Linked DNA regions of Arachis hypogaea: region 1 is linked to region 2. Evidence: chromatin contacts called from public Hi-C data. All regions are on one chromosome and are shown on one strand. Each heading gives the region's core, a stretch centred on a gene start, on an enhancer-like site or on the middle of the called end of the contact. The rest is flanking DNA. Distances are from core to core; before and after follow the strand shown.

Region 1 (4,122 bases), core at 605-3,104, 490 kb before region 2:
AGAAACAGGCTTTAGCCGTGGTTGTGGTTTTTCCGATGGGGATGGAGAAGCAAAAGGAGGACTTGACTGTGAGGGAGAAGGAGCAGAAGCAGGACTCGGCCGAGGGGAAGCTAAAGAAGGATCTGGCTGAGGGGATGGAGTAGGGCTAAGAGGATTAGCTGCTGCACGATTATGAATATCGCCATGCCCACGAGATTGCAGTAGCCTCCGTAAACTGTTTTGGCCAACATGCCTTTTAAAAAGATGTAAAAAGTTAAGATTGTGAATCAAAGAAGAGAATAGGAAACAAAACAAGTATACCATTTTCAAATGCTTGATAACATACCATGAGGTGTATCTTTCTGTACAAGCCGGCATTTTATCAGAATTAATCAGTTGTTTTTCGTCTACTTGAGATTCTGAAAGCATACTCAATTTGTTAATTTCAGGAGAGAACCCACCAAGAAGATCATTGTTGTCCAGCAAACTGCAAAATGAAGAAACTGTGTAAATAGCAGCGAAAGGCATTTGAAAAGTGTAAAATTGAATTGTCTCAAGAGTATAATCCTACAGGATCGATAACGAAATATTACTCCCAAGATCTGCAGGTAGAGGTCCACTGAAGTTGTTGTAGCCCAAATCCAAAACCTCCAATTCTTTCAAGTGCACAATACATTCAGGAACTATTCCGGAAAAAGAATTGTTTCTCAACACACTGTAACACATTTATCAAAATGTTAATAGAGAGTATAAAAGCATTCAGAAGGAGCTGTAAATCCGCAATGCAAAATGCAACCAAGTAATGATTAGTTTCTTACATGGACTTTATATGAGCAAGGTTCGCGAGCTCCGGTGTCAGAGTTCCTCCAAGACAAAGATCTTTCAAATTCCTGGCCAACCAAATAGAAAAAGCAAAAGTTCTCATGATTAAGCACTCCTCGACAATATGAACACTACTCATTTGATTTAAAAGGACATGATTCCAAAATTATTACATCAACCATCCACCACCGACCAATCGATCACTCAATTCAATGTCAAGGTACATCTAAATTACAGAGATTTTATCATATATTTACATGATTCTGAAGAGTCTCAAATAGTCAAAGTATATATATAAGCTTGGAAAAAAAAAAAAAAACGAAAACCAAAAGAACAGACACAACCTATCAAACTTTGATATGAAGATCAAATGTCAAAGCAAATTGTAAATACTGATTTGAGAACTTACAAGACCACAACTCTTCCATATGAGGAACACTCAACACCAAACCAATTGCAAGGGTCAACAGATACTTGATCATCAACCCAATCTGACAAAGCTCCAAAAGGGTCACTCACAATCCTTTCCTTCAACTTCAATAGAGCTCTACCTGCAAAAACACACAAACCCCACTTTTTTTTCTTCAGCTCCTTTTTCTAATAATCCCTTTGATCCACACAAAAACTTGAAAACACTAAGAAAAGGTACCTTCTTCGTTCAAAGAGTGGCATATACCAAAGCTCTGAAACAACAAGCACAAAGCTAGAAGGCTAAGAACTCCATGAAGATCCCTGAATTTCCGGTTCTTCTTGCTCATGCTGCTGCTGCTGCTTCTTCTTCTTCTTCAAGTTGAAAGGGGAAAATAATGGATAAAGGAGAAGAACCCAGATTGAGATTTTGTGGAAAGAAACAAACTTTGAAGAGAGTTTAAAATGAAATGAATGAACGAGTCTCGGAAAGTGTCGAAAAGATGCAACTATGCTGTAAAAATGGAAAACATGTTCTGAAGCAAAAACTAAAAAGCAATAAAGTTTTTGAGTTTGGACCCAAACAAATGGATTTTCAAAGCGCGTAAGATCACAAGTCGCATAATTACATTTAATTTATGATACAAGGAAAAAATCTTATAAAATATTGAGATAATATATAAAATATAAAATATATTTTAGGTAAATTATAATGATATTTTAATTATATAAAATATTATTTTTAATAAATAATAATATATAATATTTTAAAATTTATTTCAAAAATACATATTAAAAATGAGGTTAGACATATTAATACGTAATGATATTTAAGTATGATCAAGCGTGTTTAGAATAATAATAGTATAAATGTGTGTAATATTTGAAAAGTGTAATATTAATTTTAGTTATATTATTTAAGTATTGTCAAAATTTTATAATCAAAATTTATAATAATAATAATAACAAATTATTTCACGTATTACCTTTTAATAATTCTAAACCAAAATTACACAATAAAAAAGAAAAAATGATAAAAACTACAACCATAAATTATTAATTTCACGTTATATACTAAAAGTATAGTAAATAAATAAATAGTTTGAAGCGTTACTCACCGCAAATTGAAGCGGGGAATGGTTCTAAAATGGTAAGAAATAAAAGAGTAGTTTTAGGAGGCATTTCCATGTGTCGTCAATTAATACATGGAAATTGGAATGACAGAAACGCTTTTGCTGTGAAATTAATCAAATTATTCGGTGCATGCATGATGCATCGCTGTAATAACGAAAAATGTAAAAAAAAAAAAAAAATGGAAACCATGTTACTTCATATGACACAAATATGTTGCGTATGCAAAATGCAACAGCAACACGCATCAATAAAAAATATTTGATATATTATTAAATCATCTTAGTAATTATTCAAAACATCCAAATAATATTGAAATATTATATGTACGTATATTATTGTAGGTTATATAATTTTCTTAATATTGTTGATTATTTATTGGCCCAATTATATTAATTAGCGGAAGGAGAACTTTCAAAGGAAAAGAGAATTGATATTGAGAAGTGTTGAATACCTATTAACACACAATTTCTTTTTATGAAATTAATGCATTTTGGTTTATTTCATAATTTATATTTATACAATCGTTCAATTAAATTTATGGATTCAAATAACTTTTTAAATAATAAATTTAAAAGTTAATAATTTTTATTAATATAATAATTTACTAATTGATTATTTGTATAATTTTTTTAAAAATGTTGAGAATGAACTCTTTAAACTAATATTAGTTTTTCAAAAGATAGAAAACAAATTCTTTAAAGAAAAGAAAAGGTCTTTAGTAGCATACTTATTTAACTAAATGGGAATTAATTTATTTTCATCATATCATAATAGAAAGGAGGTGGAGAAGAGTTATATATAATTTGTTAAATTGTTAGAGAAATTTCTTCCATGTCGCCCCATCCCATAATCCTATGTAGGTAACACCATCTGGATTTTGTTGGATGAACGGTGAGTTTGGATACTATTGTTTATTTATTTATTTATTTATTATTCCGAGTTTGGATACTATTATGCGCCGGTGACTTGACTATGAAGCCAAATGTAATGATAATAATAAAAATAAGAATAATATATATGAAAAAAGAGTGCGTATTTGTCTATTTTGTTAGACTCGGTAAATAATCCATGGCCGAGTTTTATGGCCTTGAATTGAAGCTTCCATGGAAACTACACTCTTTTGTAGTAGAACATCTCTCTGAATCAAAATTTTGGTGTGTTCATAAAATAATTAAAATGATATTTTCGTATATATATGGTTGGAATTTTGTATGCCAATTTGGAATTTGCCGACTAATTGATATTTGATGTCCTCTTCCACAAGGTTGTTGGTATGTTAGGTGTCATCTAGTGACTAGTATGACCAATAAGAATAATAAAGTTGAGTTCTTATGATATTTTTGGTGTAAATAACTAAATATGAACAGTACTCGATTTATTTGGCTTAAAAAATATCATAACCATTTTGCAATGAAAATTAATGCATTTTAAAGATTTGTTTGGTAAGTGGGTTTATGCATCTAAAACATATAGACAGTCACATGCTAGTGATGCCACTGTCCTTCATTTGTTAAGACACAAATTAAAAGGTATTTTATTTTTAATATTTTGTAATAATAAATTTTAATTTTTTTTAATGTTATTTTTTATTTCTCTTCGTCACTTGTCTTAATTTTTCCATTCTCTTTTTAGCTTCTCTTTTTATTATTATGATCGTCATCACCATCTCTATCAGTACTTGTGAGTCATGTAAATGCTTCGGTGGTAGTGTACAGTGTACTAGTATTAGTGAAAGAGCTAAAAAGTGTGGTAGATTAGATATTTAAGGGTGTCTTATAT
Region 2 (3,869 bases), core at 27-2,526:
CGAAATGGAAGTGGGCAAGTAGCACTATGGTGTCAAATTTCTTAAACTCTGTAAAATGCAAAGCACAATCTTAGACCACAATCAAGAAAGAGTCTTTATCATTGCAAAAATCAAATGGTTTCTATACAGATACCAGAATCACATACAAGCAATCACTAAGAACCACAAATTTTCTTGCTCAAAGTATCAACCTCACCATCTTAGAAATAATCAACTTGTCAAATTAAGTTACAAACAATTTTCAATTGTTGTACAAAATCATCTTTGGTTTTGAAGAAAAACAAAACCGATCATATCAAGAGAATGAAACAGTCTTTAAAATTTTCTATGCAGACAGCAAAATCAGAGTCAAATCAACCACTAAGAATCATAATTTCTTTTCTTACCAAAAAGTATCAATCTCACCATGTCCCTGCTCTTAGGCCACGGAACGGGGACCCGATACCCTTTGGGAAGTGGCAGCAAACAGTGCAATTTAGATTTAGGACAGTGCCTTTCCCTATGCTCCATGTGCCTCCTTGACCTTAGAGCCTTAATGGCCTTCATGTTATCCAAACATGGCATGTAATCCACCCCAATCCCACCCTTACAAACTTCCCAATGAATAATCGAATCCACAAAATCGTCACGGAAATCATCCTCCTCCTTTTTCAGAGGCAATATTCTTTGTTCTTCGGGCGGCTTCTCTTGTTCTTCTGTGATTGATTCTGAGAGTGGCTCAGGGTTTTCGGCATCAGGGTAGAAACTCGTTGGATTCAAGGTGGAAGCAGTGTTGGTTAAGAGAAGAACCACGGCACAAATGAGCAACAACAATATCACGAAAACCAAAGGGTATTTCCTCTCTTTCAAGATTCCTCCCTCAACTTGAATCGCCATTTTCGATGATCCAAACAACTAATTCTTGTGATGTTAGGAAGAGAAGAAGATTTGGCTTTTGTGAGAACTTAGCTTTTTCTCTTTTTTTTTTTTTTTTTTTTTTTGGTGTGAACTCAAATCCTTGAATCTAATGAAGACTTGTGGAAAGAGAGTCGGTGAAAATGACATACCAGCATCTTTGTGCTTTGATTTTAAATTTAATCCTTAGGTGGAGCTAATAAAGCGTTGAATCTGAGGGTACGGATCAAAGAAGAGTGATATTGCATGACGAGGAAGGTAGTGTAATATAATAGTAACATTGTGTTGGTGTTGTACCTTGAGAGGGGCAGAATAGAACAGAAAGAAGAAGACCGTGATTTTGCAGAGTAGTGACAGATTAGAATATGCATTTGACAGATTCTATTGTACATTTTCTGCCAATATGACGGCATATTATAATGCTTCAAACTTGAAAGTTATTTTTTAGGTCATGCATCTGACCGACAATGACAGGTTTTAGTGTTTTCTGTCACAATCAACCATGGACATGATAGTAAAATACTAAAATGTCACATCCATGGACCATGGGTTTCGGAAATTTACATTCTCATCCTATGTCGGCATATAATCAAATTTAACTCATTGTTAGATATGATTTAGATCAAAATTTTATTTTTATATGATAGCTTATTCTGTTTGTGTTGAAGCTTATAAAACATTGCCTTGGCTAATTTTCCTTTTCTACGTAAATTGAAATGAAGGGGTGGAATTAACAACTTCTAAATTGTTCTTGTTAACAACAATTTAGCAAAGGACAGATTAAAAAACAATTTTTTTAATGAGCCAATGTTTCTTTTCTTTGTTTTTTATTTTTTTTTTCTTTCTACAAATAACAACTCAAATCATCAACTCTCATATTCACCTAAAAGAAAAATCATCAAGTCTTAGTCATTTTTTATTTTGTTAATTTCATCCACCCGTATTCATTTTTTATTACAACCAAACTTATACAGTTCGCATAAGCTCTCCATAAAGAGTAAAGACCCGCCTAAAATTTTGCATAGAGGGGATCAATGCACTTCGCACGCTAGAATATTGTACAACAAAATAGAGAATAGATCTTATCAATTTTTTTTTCAATTATTTTACCAAGTATAATTTCTCATTACACCCTAAGTGAAACAAGAAAAATTGGATGAAAAAATATTAAATGATGAAAGAACATATTTGACAAATCAATTGAGAAAAAAAATTGAAAAGATTCATTTTCCAACAAAATGTGTATATAAGAATTTTGCAAAAAGGGCTTCAAAAAGCAAACCATTATTTTAAAAATAACTTGAAACAAGTGGATCATAAGCGAGTGCATCTAAACGTGGGCTTTGCAACGAGAGCACCGGTGGCCAACATTAACTGAAATTAGCATAGAAACGTCTTAATAGAGAGATGATGGACTTTCTAATGTAACTGTAAAACACCGTAGTTTGGGTTGAACACCCTTTTGCGGAGACTCCATAGTAATATAGCAAATTACAAAACCTCTCAACATATAGTATTTCATGTTTGTATGATACAACCGCATATGAAAACAGTTTGAAAAGAATCAAATCAAAGACAAAAATTAGTAAAGCCATCTTTTGCTATCTATGCCTTACACACTACCTTCAGTCTGGTGTCACTCTGTGATTCCGGTGCCGTTGTTATCCAGATCGACGTCGCCCATTCCTGTGTCCTCTTCCTCTTCGCTGTCCTCATCGCCGCTGACTTCTTCATTATCTTGTCGTAGTTTTGCCATGTGCTCAGCAAGCAATTTATCATCGCGTTCGCTCACCTGCATAAAAATGCAGCGTCAAATCACAAGTTTCCACAGACAGAAATCAGAGGACAGAATATGTACACGTGTAAACAAATGTAGATGATAAATATAGAGGAGTGACACTCACCGCTCTAGGTGCCTCCTTCACCACAAGTTTACCCTTGTGTTGCTCTATTGACTCGGTGCAAGAAGTAATGGCATTGTTGAGGACTTGTATCCCTTGCTCCTGTCAAGTTTATTACAAAATGAGCATCACTTTCAATTGGACCATATATGATATGATATAGTGTATTGTGTACTATAATATAATATGGCTAATAAATTACAACAGCAGCTAAGTTATCAGAGTTCCCAAACAGGAGACATGAATGGAATATGAATTGCTTGTATCAGACTTTTCTCTAGTTTCCACTTTAGGTTCATTAATTAATTCCAAGGATATGTAGGAAAGAACAGTTATTCCTGTATAAACAATTCCATCCTAGTTTTGAAGGTAACAGGATTTACCACAGCGAACACCATATAAATTCAGTAAATGCAAGATATTTTCAATTAATTCCCTCTTGCACTCATAAACTCTGCCTTAGCCCCCCCCCCCCCCCTCCTCTTTTTTTTCCCCCCTTGTCATATGAACAATTTTCCAACCTTTAAAACGAATACATAACAAAGCAACAAATTTCAAAAAACTTTGAACTGAATAGGGAAAAAATTCTAGATCGAGTCCATTAATGACAGCAGCTGTCGATTAATGATGATTGATACATGTGGAAAAACTATACTTACCGAGTTGTAGTGCCAAAACACCCACAATAAAAAAAACAAAGCCATACACTAGTAGGCACTAACTGAATTCAGGTCAAAAGCCAATTAACATATCAAACTTTCTGTCAACGTTGCACTAACCTTGTCGAGAGTCTGAGTGGTAAGCACATAAAGTGGGGGCGCAACAAGTTTAATTTTTACAGGGCAGTCATCATTTCCAGCAGCTTCAGCCTTCCTCATGGCCTCCTGCATATTAGAGAAATTACCATGCCTCAGAATACTTTAGGAAATAGGCAACCAGAAATTACTTAATAGCACGTTATATGCAAACTATATGACTAGATGTTGAAAAGAAAAAGGGAACTTTTTATGCAATTCAGGGCCAGAGAAAAGGCTAAGACCTTGATGTGAAGAACACCATCAAATTGAAAACATT

Evidence for each region. Hi-C and Micro-C count contacts between places; a contact is called where the count stands out from the background.
Region 1: a contact with region 2 is called in a Hi-C map of leaf, with 3 times the contacts expected there. The contact joins the promoter of LOC112782935 here to the promoter of LOC112786723 in region 2. A contact is called at or near these places in 2 of 8 Hi-C or Micro-C datasets (both in leaf).

The regions. Positions count from the first base shown.
Region 1 is chr20:30,125,846-30,129,967 of arahy.Tifrunner.gnm2.J5K5, reverse strand. It overlaps LOC112782935 (inactive receptor-like serine/threonine-protein kinase At2g40270), which reads right to left and starts at 1,854. Exons shown (of 10, transcript XM_025825615.3): 1 at 1,451-1,854; 2 at 1,211-1,352; 3 at 798-869; 4 at 551-694; 5 at 326-466; 6 at 1-232. The coding sequence starts at 1,559.
Region 2 is chr20:29,630,737-29,634,605 of arahy.Tifrunner.gnm2.J5K5, reverse strand. LOC112786723 (probable methyltransferase PMT23) reads right to left here and starts at 1,276. Exons shown (of 8, transcript XM_025830094.3): 1 at 406-1,276. The coding sequence starts at 876. LOC112786725 (eukaryotic translation initiation factor 2 subunit alpha homolog) reads right to left here. Exons shown (of 7, transcript XM_025830095.2): 4 at 3,835-3,869; 5 at 3,575-3,679; 6 at 2,799-2,897; 7 at 2,291-2,686. The coding sequence ends at 2,531.